Linked DNA regions of Mus musculus: region 1 is linked to region 2. Evidence: chromatin contacts called from public HiChIP or PLAC-seq data. All regions are on one chromosome and are shown on one strand. The core of a region is the stretch at or near the end of the contact, and the rest is flanking DNA. Distances in the headings are between cores, read along the strand shown.

Region 1 (7,343 bases), core at 2,445-4,944, 560 kb after region 2:
CTGTGTGTCCTTGCTGAAGGAAGTGTATCACCAGGGGCAGGCTTTGACATTCCATTGCCTCACTTTACTTCCTCTGCTCTCTCTCTCTCTCTCTCTCTCTCTCTCTCTCTCTCTCTCTCTCTCTCTCTCTCTCTGCTTCAGGCTTAAATCACTTGGCTTTCTTAAATCGCTGCCATTCTTGTTGCCATTACTCAGCTGACCAGTAGACAAAGCTGGCATATCTGTTTGGTTTCTATTGTGATGGTAGAACACCATGGCCAAAAGCGACTTTCATGAAAAGGCTTTATTTGGATTATATATCCTGGGTTACAGTCCACTGAAGAGTAAGATGTAGACATACCACTTATGAAATCATTGCTTGCTGGTATTGCCACAATTCACAGGAGCAAAAGTCAGTGTGGAAATTCTAGATATGGATTCAGATCACTTATTTAAACATTGCCATCAAGGATCTAGAGAGATGGCTCATATGTGCACTGAGATGTACACATGTACCCATATTTAAAAGTAATGAAAATAAATCTTAATAAGGTTCTTTCTATGAAATTTCTCATATATCTTCAAAATAAATACATAACATATGTATGTTCTCACTAGGGTAAATATGAAAGTCTCCTAGGATATATTGGTGGTCTCCAGTGTGAGAGAGAAATGTCTGTTTTGCATTCTTTCTATAACCTGAAGAAGCATGAAGAATAGTGAGTTTTATTTCTGCCAGATGTCTCAATTATTTGTAAGAGCATCTAGAATCTTTAAAAAGATACATGTGATAGAATTTTTCCTAATCTAATACAGTATGTATGTGAAAAGACGTCAGTAAAGTTCATTTAGACTGATTTCAAATCAACTTTAATTCCCAGCCTATACTTCCTATAAGCAAACACACAAAGCCAAAATGTCACTCTTACAAAAATACTTATTTATATCCTTATAAATTAAACTTCTATAATAAGAATTCTTATTAAGACCATACCCTGCTCACCTATCTCCACAGGTGTTTGACGAGAATTTATCCTGACTCCTGACTTTATTTGTAATCATTTTCTCAAGATTCAAGTCACACTCCAACCTTGTTGCAACTGATTGCACTTACGGTCCTCACTGCTCAGGATGCTATGCTATGGCAGGAGGGTCATTTGAGCCCAGGAGTTTAGGGAAGACTGGGATAAAATATCGAAAGACTCTTTCTCAAGGCGTGTGTGTGTTGGGGGAGGGCAAGACAAAAATTATGTCTAGAACATTTCTCACAAATTCTATCTAATTTAGACTGAAGTTGCAGTAGACAGGCAATGAGCTATAACCTCCTGTGGTCACATAAATACAATGTCACTGTCTGTCTTGGAGTCACCTTTGCAGAGTGAAGAGTAGAAGTCTTAACTGGCTGCACAGAGAAAGGGAGGAAATACAACAACACCCAGCATTCCCATGCTTCAACACTTGACCATTCTTACACATCAACACCATTCTTTAGCTCTTGCACCAGAGAACAATCAAGGCATCCAATGATTAAAGGCATTTGTTTTATGAAAGGCACGAGTTCAAGAACTTGTACTATATTTACATACTGCTTGGAGGGCAACAGACATCAAGGAACGGCCTCTTGTCCATAAATGAGAAGCTTTTAAAAGTAGATTTTAAAATGGCCTTGAAACTTATACACTGTGAAGTGCACTTTCTCCCAGACAGAAAGTTGGAAGGAGAGTCTCTCGGCAGGGAGCATTCCATCAAGGTCAAGGCAGAAGCACCCCAGACCTATCAGACAGACGAATGGGGAAATCTCAGAGTGAACTGGGCCTCGGGGAGAGTGAATACAGGAAAGCCTGGGCGGGGAGTCCAAGATCGGAACAGAGACAATGGTGCTGAGGAGGACCCCTTGGGGAAAAACTTGGATGGTAAGGAGAGAGTGGTGGGCTGCCAAGTAATGAAGTAAAACAGGTTTCAGACCCCGTTCACAGTGAAACCGTCATAAAATTTCTTCTCCGAGATTTTAAAGTCAAGACCGAGGAAAGCTTGAAGCCAGTCTACCCGGAGACTAATGTTCTGAGATCTAAGTCTTCACAGGTTCATAAGCACGTTTCCCACGAACGCTGGCCTGAGCTGAGCTGAAGCCTCTCACTCCAAGGCGAGGGGCTAGGGACCTTAGGGGAGGCGCTGTGTGCTGTGACCCTTTCTTTGGTGATGGTGGCAGCAGTGACTGCTCCTCCTCCTCCTTCTCACCCTCCTCCTCCTCATCCTCCTCACCCTCCTCCTCCTTCCTCTTTCTTTTCTCTTTTTCATCTTTCCAACTTCTCAGTATTCTTCAACCAATGCATTTTTATTTTCTTAAACTGGACTGCACCATACCTAAGAATACTTATAAACGCACACACCCAGGGGATGGCAAACCTTCGGCAGGAAGTAATATACTACTTGCAAAATCCTTCGGCATCTTCAGACAACACCAAAGATTCCCACATCACAAACTGAAAGCTATTGCCCAAGTAATAGCCATTATTCAAGATTCGTTTTCTGGGCAGGCAGCAGTGTAATATGTGGCTGGTGTCATCCGACGATTTATTGGATTCTTATTACCTGCTGGTGCCACAGGAGCTAAAGAAGCAGACACAAGGGTCACAGGCCCTGCCTTTACGGAGGCGCGAATGGCACCTTCCCCTTGTTACTGATGACTGCTATACTCTTCTCTAATAACACAAATTTTTAAAAAGCTCATGTTTAAAAAGGATAGTCTATGTTTATCATGAACTTTAATTAAAAGATCAATATTATTTGTAAAACGTCTATATTCGTAGTCTTAAAATATATTAGGCCAGTTTTAACTACTGTAAAATCCTGGAGAACATTTAATCACAATAACATAGATAAATTAAACCTTCACTCCCAAAGTAATGAGACTTTATTCCACAGTACTATTTACCTAAATGGTTTCACTCTGGAAAAAAAAAAGTGTAAGCTCTCTTTTTATTTATGAAAGCGCAGTTTACTACTGTCCCATATTGCTCATTGTAACAGTTAATGTTATATAGTTCAAGAATAAAATGATTCCGAGGGCCCCTGAGCTAGGAACCCAAATTCCTAAGAGAGGAATTCCAAAGATAGTAAGTAGATCATTAACTAGTAAGACAACTGAGACAGAGCATGATTTTTGTGTGTATGAGGGGTTGAAATCCCCAGCTGCCCTGGATCTCACTAGACTAGGCTGACCTTGAACCCACAGAGATCCACCTGCCTTTGCCTTCCGCAGTGCTGGGATTTAAAGTGTGCACCACCCCATCTAGCTAGTCATGAAATTTCTTGGGTGCAATTGTCATGGCATGAGTTCAAAAGGGCCTGTGTTAACCACATTAAGCATGGTCTCGCAGGGGGCATGTATATAAATAAAGTTATAGTCAGTTAGTAGAAAACTATAGGATGGGGAGCACAGATAGATAACAGATCATGTTGTGACCCACGTAAGCCTTTCGGGTGATAGAACTTCCTCAACAGCAGAGGCAAGACCAGAGATGGGAGAGCTGGGCGAGGGTTTGAGGGACAGGACAGTGTGCCGGACCGAGAAGGAGGGTGGGTTCAGACTCCTCCCTTTACCTGATAGTCTTTCCCTGGGGGACGGAGTGATGACGTCACCACCCACAGAGAGCGCACAGGGCTGTAATTTGTCATCCCAGGGAAAAATCCCCTTCCTGTCGCTGACTCACTCGTGGTTCTGACTCCTCATACATCGTGTGAGGTCATCCCGGGGGAGGGGGCAGTCCCTGCAGAGCACCCCTTTTGCTACTGTGGGTGTCTGCTGGTTTCTCCACTTATCCTTCGCTTGTCGGATCCCTGCTGAGCCTTTTGCCAGCCCCAGTGCTGGTGCTGAAGCACAGATGCCACGGCCCAAGCAGCTGTGACTCTAGCTTCTTGCCAGAGGCTACCCAGCATTGTCATTACATAGAGTCAACAAGACTTTTTTTTTAGCATATTGTGTCACAATGTCCACAACTTATAAACGATTTCTGCATTATCTTCACTACTATCTCAGGACGATATCAGTCCTTAAAGCAGCGTTCTGAAACAGCAGTATTGGTACAAATCTACATTTTCCTCTTCTATTATTTGGATTTTTCTTGAGACAAGGTTTCTCTTCACGTAGCCCAGGCTATCCTGGAACTCACTCTTGTAGACAAAGCTGGCCTGAAACTCACAGAGATCGGACATGTTTGCCTCGGAGTGCTGGGATTAAAGGCGTGCGCCAGATGAACTTGGTGTTTTTAAATCCCCCATAAACATCACGATATTACCGTTGCGTTTTTGTCTTCAGTGGGCCTGATGGCAGCACACTGTATATGGTTGCACACAGTCACACACTGGGCTGTGGTAATGAAGCCCCCACGGAGAACAGAATCCTGCTTGACTTCTCCTTATCACCCCCGGCACTCACATTACAAGCATTAGTTAAGATCGGGGAGCCGCCGCTCCAACATGTGGAGGTAGTTTCAGCTTTTAAGAAAGTTAACACCGTCTGTAAGTTCTCCTGAAACCAGATAAAGGTTACTAACTCATAAAATACGGCGTGTGAGCAACTGCAGGAGCGGCTCAGAAAGATGGGGAAAGTGAGCCGAGGTGCCAGGAAACGGTACTTAGGCTGCTGTGGATCTGAGATAAACAGAAAAATCTAACAGTGCCTGGATTGTTCCACAAGAAAGAACACTGGTCTGCAGAGTGAGCCTTGGGTCATGACTCTCAGGCGACGCACAATGTGCCATTGGGGTGCCCAGGCCGACAGCCTAATTTGGCTTTTGGTTGAAGGCCAAGCTGGAAAAGGAAGGGGCAGGTGCCTTGTAAGGTGAGCCTTGAATTGTCTGGGGAGGGAAGGAAGACCTCGGGAAACAGACTAAGATCCGGGAAGCACAACCGCATGACATGTTTCGATTAGTCCAGCAACCCCGTGATCTGCAGGCTGTGGGGTGGGGGGATGGAACGGGGCGGGGGAGGGGGCCAGTGGGCAGCCTTAGATAAAAACAGAAGAAAACGGATAGAAAGAGGCTTGACAGAAATATGCTGATGCCAAGAACATGGATGGCTTCAATTCAGAAAAGGGCAGCCAAAATTAAATAGATGAGCTGACAAGAGAGCAGATCACAGAGGTGGACAGGCTTTTAAAGAGGAATCGCCGAGGGACATGTCATATTAAAAGACACTGTTCTCTACCAGCCTTCTTGGGAACTAAATAAATGGTTCTTATCTCCAAATATATCACAAAGAATAGAGCAGTTCACCAGGAAAAGCCGTTCCCAGTACCTGGCGGTGGATTAGACAAATGGAGCAATTCCACGGTGGCTTGGTTTATCTTTCACAGACCGGAGGGCATATTCAAACCACGGCACATAACGCACTTGGTTTTAAAGGCTCTGATTGTCATTTGGCCATTAATGACCAAGGAACCTCTTAGACTCTTAGACAGAGATAGTCCTATTTAAAAGGCTTACATTTCTGCTCACACAAGGGACTCTGAGGACACCCCAGAGAGGGTTGTGTCAATCGCAAACGGTATGCTCACACCTCACAGCCCTGAGCCTGATTCCATTCAGGAGCCACAATTTGAAGATTGTCTACCAAATGTAAATCCTGGTAAATACATAAATACATCCAAACGTTATTCTTGCATTCTTCGGAAATTCAAGAATTGCAGAAAGACAATTTACTGTTTAAACAAAGCAACAATTCCCATTGAGCAGTAGATAAGAAACTGAGTTAAGGATGCCATGTTGATTCAGAACCACAAAAACAAAAAAACAAAAAAAAAAAAAAAAAAAAATTTTCCCTACTGGATCTCCAAAGGAAAGGAGCAGGACAACGAGCCGCCTGGAATCTACAAAACCATGGGAGCTGGGATTCATGCTGCACACGGGCATGAGAAAAATCCTATCAGACTTGGCACCGTAAACAATTATGGGATGTTTGGGGCCAAAGCCACGTAATAAAATACAGTGAGTACAGAGGCTTCACACGAGTCGGAGAATCCTTGCCGTGAATCACCTTTGCTCTTTAAGCCCCTCGCGCTCCTCTGTAGAAGCCACACTGCTCATCACTCCAGGAATGTGAGAAAGACCAAGGCAAAGTTCCCACTCAGGGCTCTTGGAGAGCCAGGCAGCTATCCCCTGCTCTCTTGCAAGTGCCACATCTCAGATTTTTCACTCTGTAAAGATGGCCACCTTGATTCTGCCACATTCTGATGACTAAGACATCTGTCTCTCACCCTGCTCTACAATGAAACTCTGTCATTTGTTCTTCAATTGTAAACAAAACTTAGTTATGGCATGATAAAAAAAAATTAAGGCAAAGTATTTAAGAGGCTCCATGCCCACTATCCTGCTCTGGCAGCAGGCTGAGACCTGCTCGTGGCGCTCTTGTGTTCCACCGTCCAGTCACCGTGACTGAGCCATGATTCAGGATTCCCAGAGTGGTCTCTGTCTCCCACCATCCAGAAAAGTTCCCATGTTCTCTGGTGGATCCTGAAGGAGGTGACTGAGTAACCATGCTCACGGGCAAATGAAGACTGTCTTGCAGTGCAGCCTTCCCAGGGGTACTACTGGTACCACAGAGGACTCCCTCAAGGCTAGAATTTCAGATAGGGTACAAAAGCAAAGCGTTCCTGGTAGTACAGACATCCTTTGGGTTAGAGGGACCATCCCCCATCGACACTGAAAACTCATTCTGAGCACTCCAATAATGCAGAGTATATAAAGAGAGCCCTGCCCCATCCCCAGATGAAGCCTTCAGAGCAGTGTGCCTCTGGACACAAGCCCCACACTGCCCAAAAGTAGAGAAATGTCTTTAGCTGGCATTCCTACTTACGCAGATCTTAACATATAACTCTCCCTTACCTGTCGAAGAGGAATGCTAAAGGATTAAGCTAAAGTGGCATTTGTGAGGTGTGTGACTCACAGTAGGTCCTTAGTAACTCATGCTGTCACTTCCTTTAGTTTTCATGCAATATCTAATCAAATGGGCTCCACCCAGTGTCTTCCTCCTAAGCAATAATTCATGGAGTGGCTCAGAATGATCCAACTGCTGGTGAATAGCAAAGAATATCTCTCTCAACCCATGGGACCACTCACTGAAGTAGTGGGAACATTGCAAATCCTAACCCTAAACAAGGTAACAAGCCACTTGGTTCTCAGACATAATTACTGTAACCTTCGAGGTGCTTTGTTTAGGTTTCTAAAGGTTTGGCATTAAATGTCAATATTTAATAATTAGGGAATTGAGAACTGTAAAATCTGAAGCTCCAAGTTTTTAAATCTACGTCCTGCAAAAGCTCATTGTCTGTTGAGCTCAGATGCAGCCTACCAGAGATCATTCCT
Region 2 (6,970 bases), core at 2,708-5,207:
GCGGATCTCTGTGAGTTCGAGGCCAGCCTGGTCTACAGAGTGAGTTCCAGGACAGCTAAGGTTACACAGAGAAACCCTGTCTTGAAAAACAAAAGAAAAAAAAAAAAAAAAAAAAGAGGAATTGTCAACTGGTAAAGAACATGGGGGGAAACTGGCTTTAAACACTCAGTCCAAGGGCCCAAACAAAGGGAAGAAAGCTGTATGTAACAATTAGGTAGCAGGTAGCACCAGGGACCAGGTAGTCCCTGGCGATGTCAAGAAGCTGAGTCACAGCAGAGGCTGCACCATCACCCCCTCGCCCTCCCAACTGCCTTCTGAAAACACTCATTTGCAGTTCCGCTTTCACATCTCGTCCCTCCTCCCTCATCGGGATGACTGGTTCAGACTTGCTACTTCCAACACTTTTAGTCAGCAGGGAAGGGAAGGGAAGACAGAGTGTGCACAGAGGCCAGTCCTTAAGGCTGTTCCTTAGCCAAGGCCACGGTCAGCAAAGCCCTACTCAAGGAAATTCAGCCCCCAGAGCTTGTCCAAGGTCTGTGGCACAGAGAGTGAGATAATTGTCTTTTGAGAGAGACAGACAGACAGCCAGGACAGAGACAGAGACAGAGAGACAAACAGAGACAAAGATAGAGACACAAAGACACAGATAGAGAAAAAGAAAGAAAAGAAGGGAAGGGGAAGGGGAAGGGGAAGGGGAAGGGGAAGGGGAAGGGGAAGGGGAAGGGGAAGGGGAAGGGGAAGGGGAAGGGGAAGCGAGAAAGAAAGAGGAGAGAAGGAAATCAGGTAGTGGTGCTTTTAAGAGAAGACCTTAAAGTAAAAATGTCAAGTTCACTTACACAGATTTATGTGGGTGTGTACAGAGATGTGGGTTATCTCAAAAAGAAAAGAAAACTGTTGCTAATCTTTCTTCTTCCCTCTTCAAAGAAGTGGAAATATAGTTCCCTGCCCGCTGTCGTGTGGGTGCTACATCCCACAGCGTAAGTACACGCAGGCACACAGACACGTCCTTCTGTTTATAATTGACTTGTGAGTTCTTTTGAAAACCACAAGGGGCTCATCCCAGAGCAAAGACATGCCTGAAAGCAGAAAATCTAAAATAGCCACTGCCGGTGCTAAGTACGTCACCAGCCTAACCCTCAGAATCCAGAGCTTTCCGACATGTTTAATGAGTGAAAAACCTTTAATGAGCAAAGAGATCATCTTTATTTGACACAATCTAGCAAGAAGTTTACACTTATCAAAAGAGAGTTGAAAGGTAATATTTCTAGGGAGCTACACATGCTTGCCACTCTTGAACGGGATGAAGCTGGGCCAAGACCTGTCAACCATGCTGCCCAACATGTGACCATTCTTTGAAGGAACTGGATAGGGGAGGGGAGTTGTGGAGGAAGTTAAAGGCATCACATTGATTTGTGTGTGACCTGAAAAAGAATGTGATGACTGTATTTTAAAGACTGAAATAAGGCAACTGGTGCAAATTTAAAACACAAACACTTTCACTGTAAATGGTTTTTAATCACACGTTTCCAAAAACATACCTAATATACTGAAAAGTATATCTGGCTGATGCTGGGCTGGGGAACGAAGAGTTAGTGTTGTGAGGAAGAGATAAATGAAAATAAGATAAAGAGTGACTTATTTCACAGAATGATAATAGATAATCAAATACAGTTAGTCACCATATTGTATATAAGGACTACTATAAATAACAACAAACTGTAACAATCTCACTCATCACTGGGCCTATAGAATGGATGGTACGGTTCACAGAGGAGCACATGACGCATGCCGGAGGTGCCCTAGATTTACCTACAGCAGTACTTGTCAACGTTCCTAAGGCTGCAACCCTTTAATATAGTTCCTCATGTTCTGGTGACTCCCAACCATAACATTATTTTTGTTGCTTGTGGTGATTTGAATAAAAATGGCCCCCATAGGCCCATAGGGAGTGGCACTATTAGGAGGTGTGGCCTTATTGAAGTAGAAGTGGCTTTGTTGGAGGAACATGTCACTAGGGGTTTGGCTTTGAAGCTTAAGCAAGGCCTAGTGTCTCAATTACTTTCTGCTGTCTAAACCTCTTAACCTAAAAGCCAGCCCCAATTAAAAGTTTTCCTTTATAAGAGTTGTTGTGGTCATGGTGTCTGTTCACAGCAGTAAAACCCTAACTAGGACATTGCCACGTCATAACTATAATTTTGCTCCTGTTTTGAATCGTAAGGTAAATATCTATGTTTTTCAATGGCCTTGTACAACCCTTGTGAAGGGGTCATGGCCCACTGAGTGAGAACCACTCATCCACAGCATCACAATAAACAAAGAAGTAAAGCAATACACATAAATAACTGTATGGTCCAAGGCACACTTTGTAGTCTAATTATAAGTTCTTAGTGAGAGCTAGTTTCAAAGTTGCAGCCTAAATTAAACTCTATATCCATAGACATAGGAAAAAACACTGCTTTCTCAAGGTCTCTTGTTTTTGACAGGATAAAATAGAGAGTGTGTGACAGATGTCTGGGCTATAACCTAAAGAATTTCACCTGAAGCAAGAAGCCTCAAGTAACTTTAACATGTAGTGAAATTCAACTCACTAAACCCACTTGTGCAGTGTACAGAGGTGTGAAGCAGCTTTAACCCTAATCAGCATTTACTCCTGCAGAGTCTCCCTAAGTCTCCTACAACCTCCTACATACTTCTTACATTTATACAGACAGAAATAAGAGTTAGGGACTGGACTGCTTTTCTGTTGGTGACTCTTCTCAATCAAATGTCAAAACCCATGGTTTACATACCCTTGCTCTCAACACTCAAGACAAAGAAAAGTGGCCAAGGGAAAATGGCTATTCGTGGGATATAACCACTAACTCCATCTTTGATATGGAACCAGGAGCCAAACCCCAGTTAGCACTGAGTACAAAACCTCCAGTGATTCTGGCTCTCTCACGCTGTTCTCCCAGCATTTCTTTTCCTTAACTGGTACATCCCCATAAAATGAATTAGCAAATCCTTTATGTATTTATTTTATACAAACACACAAATATAAATGAAGACTTTCAATTCATAATTTAAGAATGGCATCCCCTACCGTGCTGTGGTGACACACGCCTTTAATTTCAGCATTTGGGAGGCAGAGGCAGGTGGATTTCTGAGTTCGAGGCCAGCCTGGTCTACAAAGTGAGTTCCACGACAACCAGGGCTATACAGAGAAACCCTGTCTTGAAAAAACAAACAAACAAACAAACAAAAACAAACAAACAAAAAGGACATCCCCTCCCAGACACCACACACACACACACACACACACACACACACACACACACACACAATGGCAATTTCATCTGGCAACCTGGGTTAGTGTGAAGAGGTGCCAAAGGGGTTTTCTGAATTAGGATTGCTAACTCAGCAAAGGCTGAACGGGAGGCAGACGGTGGGACATGCTTAGATTTTAATATCCACAACTCACAGAGGTACAGCAAGCCTCAAAGTACCCATGACTCACTTTTTCAGTCTGGTCTAACCTAACATTCACTATAACGTGTGTGGACCTGTAAGATTTTATTTGGGCTGGGTGTTGGGCTAGGGGATACCTTCAAGGGCTACCCATAAGAATGTGTGGGTTCTGAACCTCTCAGACCCTGATATCGATAACGCAGACGTCAAGAAGTAGATAATTGTGTTGTGTGCTGCCTCTCCACGGTGCAACAGGAAGTGTGATATCTGAAGGGAATAAAGTCTTACACCTGCCTGTGTGAATAACCAGGAAGTGCCCTGGCAGAAGGCAGCAAGCCTACTCTGCCTAATTGACATTCATTTAAATAATTCAGTAATTTAAATGTCATGCCAGAGGTATTCCCTCTCTGCACAGCTCACCCACATTGTTTGTTCTAAGAGGCACCTCCCAGACTTACTCAGTGTTATGGCTGGCTCAGCTTGCTCTCTGCTCTTTGTATCACCAGAACCAGGGCCGTGTGAAAATGCTCACAGCTGGAGCTGGCTAGGAACAACCTGGAGAATTCTGACCGCAAAGGATGGCTGCTTCCCCCCTCTTCCAGGGAGGAAACCTCCAGGGTGGTAGAAGATTGAGGTTCTTCTGCAGAGCCAGAGGCACAAACTGGGAGTCCCCAGGAGTCCACAGCAGCCAAGTCTTTTAAAAGATTTTTCTTGTTCTGGGCAAGACTCAGCTCACCATCTGGACACACCTACTAGGAGATGACTCCAGACTGGCAAAGCAAAGAGCAGCGTGAACTTCATCAGACTGCTCATAGCTGGGGACAATCTTGCGTTTGGTAGCAAAATTATTCACGTTTGTGTTGAGCTGGGCCATCAGCAGTTGAGGCATGATGCTGCAGACCTCTCTGTCTCTGTCCGTCTAGTGGTGTGCTGCGTAATGCTTCAGGCATTCAAACAGATTTATCGTTCTGTAGGGTGCATGAAAGCCCACCTTCTCCATGAAGACCTTTGATACAAGACAGATGAGCCAGGACCCTGTGCTAAGGGTCAACCAAAGAGGACAGGCTGAGTTCTTATCTGACCTCGAAGGGTGCAGATAATAATGCAGTAATTAGAAGGTGGGTGTAAAAGCCCAATAGTGCAGACGTTGTATAAGCTAAAAAAAGGGAACTCCAAACATCCTTGGCCTCCTTCCAGCAGTCCAAACGATTCATTCATTTGAAATGGCAGTTTATATTAGGTGTATAGATTATGGGAGTCCTTCCACCCGGCTCCTAATCTAGGAGCCCTGTCTGGCACCTCTCCAGAATCTGCAAGCATTTGAGATCTCTGGCATTAAACAAAGACTTAAGGAAGGATTTTGCAATGCCAGGTTTCATTGCCAGCAAGCCTGCAACTCAGACAGGAACACAAAGGTCTATGCGGAATGCCCACTGAAGGGCACTTGATCCTCTGGCAAGAAGGCAGGCTATATACATTCAGGGACAAAATACACCAGGGGCCCAAATGCTCTCTTAATCTACATACTCCTTTAGGAAATCAGCATCTTAGTTCAAAAAAACCAAAAAAAAAAAAAAAACCAGAAATATTGAATCTTAGTAAAGTTATACAGCCAAAAAACTAATAAATTTCAAGAGAGTTATGAGAAAAAAGAAATAGTCAAAAAAAAAAAAAAGACTATGAAATAGAAAGAACAACAGGCAAGTCCAAGAACTGTGAACTCAGGATGTAGCTACTCCAAATGTGTTTCTCCTGAGTGTTCTCTAACTCCGTGAGTGGCATGCCCGCTCATGCAACCACACAGGCCTGATGGTCTCTGGCTTCCATTATTCACAAGACAGACTCTATAGTCTGACTCACCCAGCTCTCCACCCTGCCCTCTTCAGATCCTGGGAGCCCTCAGGAAGCCTCTTTCTGGTACAGAATTCCAGGTGCTTTCTTTATAGAAGCCTCTGAACCTACCGAGAAAGGATCTCACTTTGCCTGCTTGGGCCCAGCACCTGAATCTTCCAGGGCTGATGGCCCTTTGCTCTGATGCTCAACAACATGAGGACGGAACCCACAGCTACCAGCAGCAGCAGCCTCCGGAGTTGGCAGTACCAACCTGGTGGACATTTGCTTCAGCATGAATTTTCCATTCACAGAAAACATTCAGGGGTAGGGAGAGACCTGAAGCTGTTTTCTGAGCAGACTGGGCCCATAAAGTCTTCAAATGTCAACACAGATCTTCGGGCAAGGCTTAGTCACCTACTGGCATGTCCGTGCAAATCATGTCTTCCTAGAGGGGCCTGTCACACCACCGACTCTGTTCACTACTCAGTACTTGCTATGAGAGCATAAGATTTGTGTGTGTGTGTGTGTGTGTGTGTGTGTGTTTGTGAGAGTGTGTGTGTGTGTGTGTGTGTGTGTGTGAGAGAGAGAGAGAGAGAGAGAGAGAGAGAGAGAGAGAGAGAGAGAGAGAGCGCTTGTTTTTTTACCAGAGGCCAGAAGTAAATAAGGAACTCTTTAATGCACTCATAAAACAGCTGGGCTTTGCGGGTGGTCTTCGTTTGGCTGGCTGCTTTGTGGACTTTGGGCTGCTAAGATGCTCTTGTGATCAAGGTCATTAACACACACACACACACACACACACACACACACACACACACACACACAGTAAGTGCCTTCGAGTCCAATCAGTTTAGAGAGAGCCATGTAGCACCTGGCTGCTCCCGGAGGAAATCTGCCCCTGGTCTTTGCTGCCATTTTTCCACCATCTTTCCACCGGTAAATTAGGGAGGAATGGGAAGGAGTGAGTCTGCACTTTTCCCTTTGTGCTTTGCCTCAGGTGATGAGGTTTCCCCACGTCAGCCTGCATTTGAACTACTGAAGCTGAGTGGGGGAGGGGGAGGTGTCGTCTGTTTAATTTGTGCCTGGGCTGACTCCTTGTCTCTGAAATAATCCACACATATGAAGCCTATTGCAGCAGCCACACCTCCAAAAGTTCAGCCAGTGTTCAAGTGTCGAAGGGATTAAGAAACACTACGGGTAGTGGCCATACACAATATGGGCCAGGCTTTGCCAGGCTTCTTATGACCCTCTGAAAGCAGCGCAGACTTAGCTACACTGAACCTAGGCAACTCCGCAAGCTGGAAGAAAATCACAAGATAACCACACCTCTTCACTTCGCCTTCAGACCTCTTGAAGCAATGTTTCACGGAACAAAGGGTTACAGGCCTGAAGGGAGTTACATTTAGAAGAATATCTTCACGAGCCAAACATATTACTGGTGTTCCGCACAAGCCAGTGCCAGTGTCTGAACAAAACTGCCCTTGAGGGAGCATGACAGAGCCAGAAGGAAGAAGGCCACAGTCCCAGTAAGCTAGGAATGGTTCCGAGAAGCTGTTCTCTTTGGATTTGGAAAGAGATAGGAGCAGGAGGCTGGGGGCTCCTCTGTCTTAGCCTTGGGCACTGTGAAGGTTCAGAGAGAGGTAGTGGCTTGGCCAGCTGCTTCTGTTGCTTCTCCCATTTCTGTGGGCTTGCC

The links. HiChIP or PLAC-seq counts read pairs in DNA pulled down with a chosen protein or histone mark.
Region 1: a contact with region 2 is called in a FOXA1 HiChIP or PLAC-seq map of pancreatic cancer cells. The contact joins two enhancer-like sites. A contact is called at or near these places in 2 of 115 datasets of contacts at active chromatin or transcription factors (embryonic stem cells and pancreatic cancer cells).

What each region holds. Positions count from the first base shown.
Region 1 is chr2:59,039,162-59,046,504 of GRCm38.p6, forward strand. All of the region lies in intron 1 of Ccdc148 (coiled-coil domain containing 148), which reads right to left. Among named protein-coding and RNA genes, the nearest start is that of Ccdc148, 120 kb to the right of the region's middle. Within about 2 kb of position 3,695, at least 50 of the 459 cell types and tissues checked have an H3K27ac peak or open chromatin away from gene starts, as enhancers often do. A contact at or near this core is called in pancreatic cancer cells, where this site is marked.
Region 2 is chr2:58,480,599-58,487,568 of GRCm38.p6, forward strand. The region is part of intron 4 of Acvr1 (activin A receptor, type 1); the gene reads right to left. Among named protein-coding and RNA genes, the nearest start is that of Acvr1, 83 kb to the right of the region's middle. RefSeq lists an enhancer at 4,937-6,970. Within about 2 kb of position 3,958, at least 100 of the 459 cell types and tissues checked have an H3K27ac peak or open chromatin away from gene starts, as enhancers often do. A contact at or near this core is called in pancreatic cancer cells, where this site is marked.